2 separate regions of the Mus musculus genome follow, and region 1 is linked to region 2. A link is a contact called in public Hi-C data. All regions are on one chromosome and are shown on one strand. The core of a region is the stretch at or near the end of the contact, and the rest is flanking DNA. Distances in the headings are between cores, read along the strand shown.

Evidence for each region. Hi-C and Micro-C count contacts between places; a contact is called where the count stands out from the background.
Region 1: a contact with region 2 is called in a Hi-C map of muscle stem cells, with 3 times the contacts expected there. The contact joins two enhancer-like sites. A contact is called at or near these places in 4 of 484 Hi-C or Micro-C datasets (the N1E-115 cell line, muscle stem cells, nephron progenitors and 1 more) and 4 of 115 datasets of contacts at active chromatin or transcription factors (astrocytes, bone marrow-derived macrophages, embryonic basal ganglia and 1 more).

The regions. Positions count from the first base shown.
Region 1 is chr5:117,491,946-117,494,645 of GRCm38.p6, reverse strand. The region is part of intron 1 of Ksr2 (kinase suppressor of ras 2); the gene reads right to left. Among named protein-coding and RNA genes, the nearest start is that of Gm42013, 9.0 kb to the right of the region's middle. Within about 2 kb of position 1,420, at least 72 of the 459 cell types and tissues checked have an H3K27ac peak or open chromatin away from gene starts, as enhancers often do. A contact at or near this core is called in muscle stem cells, where this site is marked.
Region 2 is chr5:117,157,316-117,160,015 of GRCm38.p6, reverse strand. All of the region lies in intron 1 of Taok3 (TAO kinase 3), which reads right to left. Among named protein-coding and RNA genes, the nearest start is that of Taok3, 39 kb to the right of the region's middle. Within about 2 kb of position 1,300, at least 201 of the 459 cell types and tissues checked have an H3K27ac peak or open chromatin away from gene starts, as enhancers often do. A contact at or near this core is called in muscle stem cells, where this site is marked.

The sequences.
Region 1 (2,700 bases), core at 171-2,670, 330 kb before region 2:
TATATTTTTAAATGGTTCCTTATATGTTTCTTCTTTTGAATGTGTTGGCATGCTGATGTAGGGGTCACATTATGGGAAGTGTATTAGAAAGGAGGAAATGAAGGCCGGGGTGCTAGACTCCCACGCTAAAGTCACACAACCAAAGCAGGGCCAGGATCTGATCTTGGGACATCTAATGTTCTCTCTGGGGTCCTCTCCTTGCTTCTCCACTGAAACAGTCACATGGTAAACACCTTTGGTGGCTTCGCCCCGCCCCGTGGCCTCGTCCTACCTGGTGGCCTAGTTGAATTTTAGGTCATCCTCAATTCAAGTCCTCGCAGAGCTAATGTGGAAAAATTAGTTTAAAGGGTCCACCTTCAAATTACAGCAAGGCTGGTCCAAGGGTGCACACTCTCTGAGGCCCTGCAAGGGTCACAGGTGCAGTTCCAAGCAAGGCAGGGAGCCTAGGGTGCAATTCTCCATCTGCACACCAGAGGGAAGCCTGGCACCTCACACAGCAAATGGAAATTGTCTGCAGGCCCAGACTCCAAACCAAGCATCCCCCGCACCTTATTACTGTATTCCGCATTAGCACGATGGTAAATTTAGCAGCATAAACACACACACCAAAAAAAAAAAAAAAAAATTAAAAGTCAAGACATGTGACAGCTCTAAAAATAACCGCGTCTCAAATCCCTAAGCAGGAAACTTTTCACTCGGTACCTAAACTAAGACGAACTACAGAGACCTGTAGGAAATACACAGGCGTTTGGTTTGGTCCTGCTCAAAGCCATGTCACATCTCGCTAAAAAAAAAAGAGGCGTCTGGAAAAATAGGGAGGGTGCGGGGAACACTGAAGAGGGGTTGCCCTGGATCCTCCAAGCCTGTGTGAACTTCCCAGCCAGCCTGGGCTGGGGCTCATTTCACGCCCCGATTTCACGCCCCGAGGTACATGTGGGGCTCATTTCACGCCCCGAGGTACGTGTGGGACAACGTCATACAGCTAGCATGCAGGCAGCCCTTGAACAGTCCATTCCTGCAGCCTCGAACTGCCTGAAACCACAGGATCTGACTTTGCACTTGTCGCTCCTATCATCTGGAGGCAATCCTAGCAGCGATGTGACCCTCCCACCCTGCAGAGCTCTCCCTTCCAAATTAGGCCCACCCAGTTACGCACGCACACCCCCACGTCCTTATCACGGATGATCTTGTTTACTGGTTTCCATGGTTACACCTCCCCACCACCACACCCCCATCAGCCGGTGCGGGTTTTCTGCCCGTGTTCCCTGGCATTTAGACAAAACGCACATCGCTGGAAATGGCCACCAGACCTCCAGAAATAAAACCCTGAGTTCTTTCTCAAAGTACAGCCTGGGCAGGACTGGCGGGATCCCTGGCCGTGTAGCCAAGGCTCTAAGGCTGTCAAACCCGCCTGGGTAATGAAATCACTGCACCCAGAAGCCTAAGGCCATCCTGCGGTTGCCAGGGCGACCATTGTCATAACACCCCTGCACGAGGGGCCAGCTGACAGGAGAGAGAACTGTCTGACTGAGAAGGTTTCAAACAACCGGGTCTATTGCATCTAGAGGCGAGGTCCTTGCTGAGGAGAACCCTGGGTCTTCTGCCCTGACTGGAGCCCAAGGCATGGGGGACCCCAGGGTGCAGTCAGTCAGGGGCAGTCAAGGGATGTAGAACATCCCATTGCCCACTGATTTGTGCTGAGGATAGCTGACAGCCATCTCTCTTTCTCTCCCTCTCCCTCTCCTCCATCCTCTCTCTCTCTCTCTCTCTCTCTCTCTCTCTCTCTCTCTCTCTCTCTCTCTCCCTCCCTCCCACCCCACCCCATGGAGTCCAGAAGAGAGCTCTGGAGCTAGAGGTAAACAGGTCAATATAAATTCTGGGAATTGGATACAGGCAATCTGCCCTTAACCACAAAGCCATATCTCCAGCGCCAACTTTGTCTCTATCTTTCCTCTTACTGTTAAGGAACATTACAAAGAGCCAAAGGTTCACAGTATAGACACTCAGTTCCCCGGTATTTCTTCCAGGAACATTATTACACTCTTTATATGTTTTGGAGACAGGTCTTGTGTAGCCCAGGCTGGCCTCAAACTCACTATGTAGCCGAGGGTGATGCTGAACTCTGGATCCTCCTGTATGCTTAGACATACAGATGTGGCAACGCCTCATGTCATTTGTGCTGTGCTGGGGATGGAACCCAGGGCTTCATGCAGGCCAGGCAAGTGCTCTACCCACTGAGCTACATTCCCCAGCATCAATGTTATTATAATATTAACGTTTATGTTATAACAGCCTGATGCCATAATATGGTTATGCTTATAATGTAATATAGAGTCGTGCATTCATGAGTTTGAAATATAACCATATCTCTATTAAATTTGCAGCAAAATTGACACTTGTTGATTTTGACATACTTGCTGTATCTACTAGTCTATTGATAACCATGCTATTAATTCATCAACTATTATTTAAAAATAATCTAGTCATGGTTGAATTCATAGCTATAAGGCTTACAGTGTGCCAGGCACTGGGATAAACACTTTACTAATACCAAATTTGATTGTCATACTTTGTACCTTAAGGGTTGAGCGAAGAGAGCAGAGGCACTGAGTAACCACTGAACCGCCCAAGGCCATGAGCCTAGCTAATGGGACATAACTGCCCCAAGCCTGTTCTGTCCCTGAGTGTCAGACTCTGCTC
Region 2 (2,700 bases), core at 51-2,550:
TCAGGGGCTAATTGTCCCAGACACCACTGAGTTAGCCTGGGAGGTTTTTTTTTCCCCTTGTCTCTCACGGCTTGTGTCACAAGCCTGCACGCTCCACTTTATTTTGAGCTGTGGAGTAACGCTGCCTATCTCCACAGGGGGCCTGTAGTATCACCACCTCACACAACAAGCCTGAGGTGTGACCTTCTGAGGCTCTGCCCTGCTAGCCCTGCATTAAATCTGCAGGGAACTTGAAGCCTGGATGTGTGTGGTGGGGAGGGAGGGAGGGAGGCTGTCCCTAAAGAAGGGAAAAGATGCTGAAAACAGGAAAACAGTGGAAAAGAGCAAAGATAAATGTGACCCTACACACTGTAGGGTCAGGGGTGTAGCTCAGTCAGGAAAATGACTGCTTTAACACGCATGAAGGGGTTTTCTCGTCAGCACCACATAAACGGGAAGTGGCCGTACAGCTCTGTAATCCCAGCAGTTGGGAGGTACAGGCAGGAGGACCGGGAGATCAAGGTTAAGGGTACACAGTGAGTTCCAGGCTGGTAAGGCTATAAGAGACTCCATCAGGAGAAAGAGAGTAGGGCTTTGAAACCCATGAACGGGATCAGAGATGATGCGGCTGGTAAAGGCACTCGTTAGCAAACCTGATGACCTGGGTTTGTCTTGAGGAAGACAGGCTGGAGGGAGAGAACAGATCCCTGCAAGTTGTCCTCTGTCCGCCACAGGCGTGCCATGGCCCCCACTCCCCACCTACACTAAATAAACAGCAAAAGCAAACAAGCCATCAGATAAAACTCACATATAAATTAAACTTACTTTTAGATTTAGTTATTTTATGCGTATGGGTGTTTTCCCTGTCTGTGTGCTGTGTGCATGTCTGGTGCCCACAGAGGCCAGAAGAGGGCTCCAGATCTTCCAGGACTGGGGTCCCAGATGGTTGTGAGGCGCTATGTAGGTGGTAGGAATCTGACCTGGGCCCTTGGCATACTAGTTGGTGCTCTTACCCACTGAGCCAGCTCTGCAGCCTCCTGCCTGTAAACTAGGAGGGAGGGTGAGGCACTGCAGAGGGAAAGGGGAGGGAGGCCGCCCCACAGGGTTTCACTTCCAGGCTTGGGTCAACAGCAACTGCTTTGCTGGGCTGAAGGAAACCCTTCCACGGCTGAGTTGACAGGACAGGAATGACTCTACAGCCCAGTCATCTGGGGCTGGGATTTAGGGAAATGAAAACCAAAACTCTAGATGAAAGTGGCCAGATCACACAGCGAGCGAGCAAGCCAGCGAGCGGGCAACTGGACAGAGTTAAAGACACTCTGTTGGGTGACTCAGCCCGGGGGTATTTACCCAGGCTGCCCTCCCAGTCATCTCTGCCCTTTCACAGAGCATTTGCCAAAACCTTCCTGTTGCTAGGCCTTGCTCCTCAAATGAGTCAGCCAGGGGTTGGACCCACAACCAGGCTCAGAAGGAAGTTCTAGGCTCTTCCAAGGCTGAAATTTGCAAATTACCCAGCTGTGACATTTGAATTTCTAGCACCTAGACACACACACACACACACACACACACACACACACACACACACATATTTTGTATCTGTCACTCTGAGCATGTTTCATTCACAAGTCTGTGTCATGTAGGAAATCTAGGTTATTGTCCAAAGGGCTTATTAAATCAAATGCAAAATCAGTGCCCCCCCCCACCTTTTTTTTTTTTTTTTGCATTTAAAGAAATCCTTTAAGCCTGCAGGCTACTGGTATAGCCCTTACCTCCTGTCACAGTTAGCTTCAGCTGTCAACTTGACATAAACCTAGAGTCACCTGGGATGAGGAAGCCTCAAGTACAGAACTGCCTCCATCAGACTGGACTATGGGCATGTCTGTATGGCATTTTCTTGATTGCTAATTGATGTAGGGATGTAGGAAGACACAGCTCTTTATAGGTCGAGCCACCTCTCTACAGTGGGCTCAGGCCAGACCAGAAAGCTACCTGAGCAAGGCAGGAGGCAGCCTTCCCAAGCTCCCTGCCTTGCCTTGCTTAGATGATAGGCTGCGACCTAGGAGAAACTCAGTGTTTTACTCCCCTGGATTGCTTGTGGTCACGACGGTGTTAATCACAGTCGTGGAGGATAAACATGGACTTCTCGTTAGCTACATGAGAACCTGGATTCGGTCCCCAGCTCTGCAGAAGATAAAATAACAATCTTTACAAAGTGCTGTGCAGATAGACACCTGCAATTAAAACACAGCCAATCAAGAAACAACTAAAAAAAAAAACAAAAACAAAAAAACCTACATTACACATGGAAATGATGTGTAAACTGAGAGAAAAATAATCGGCATAGAACTTCCATGTTATCTGGGATTTCAGTGACATTGGTTTTAAATTTTTATTTTTAAAAGCGTGGCTTTGCTGGGCAGTGGCGGCACACGCCTTTAATCCCACCACTCAGGAGGCAGAGGCAGGCAGAGTTCAAGGCCAGCCTGCTTTACAGAGTGACTTTCCAGGACAGCCAAGGGTATACACAGAGAGACCCTGTCTTGAAAAAACAAAGAAACTAACAAATACACCAAAACAAAACAAATCAACAATTAAAAAAATAAAACAAAACCAAATAACCACAAAAGCAAGGCTCAAGCTACCATTGCTAACCCATGCCTTTAGTCCCAGTGTCCTGAAGCAGAGGTAGACAGACTGCTGAGTTCAAAGCCAGCCAGGATC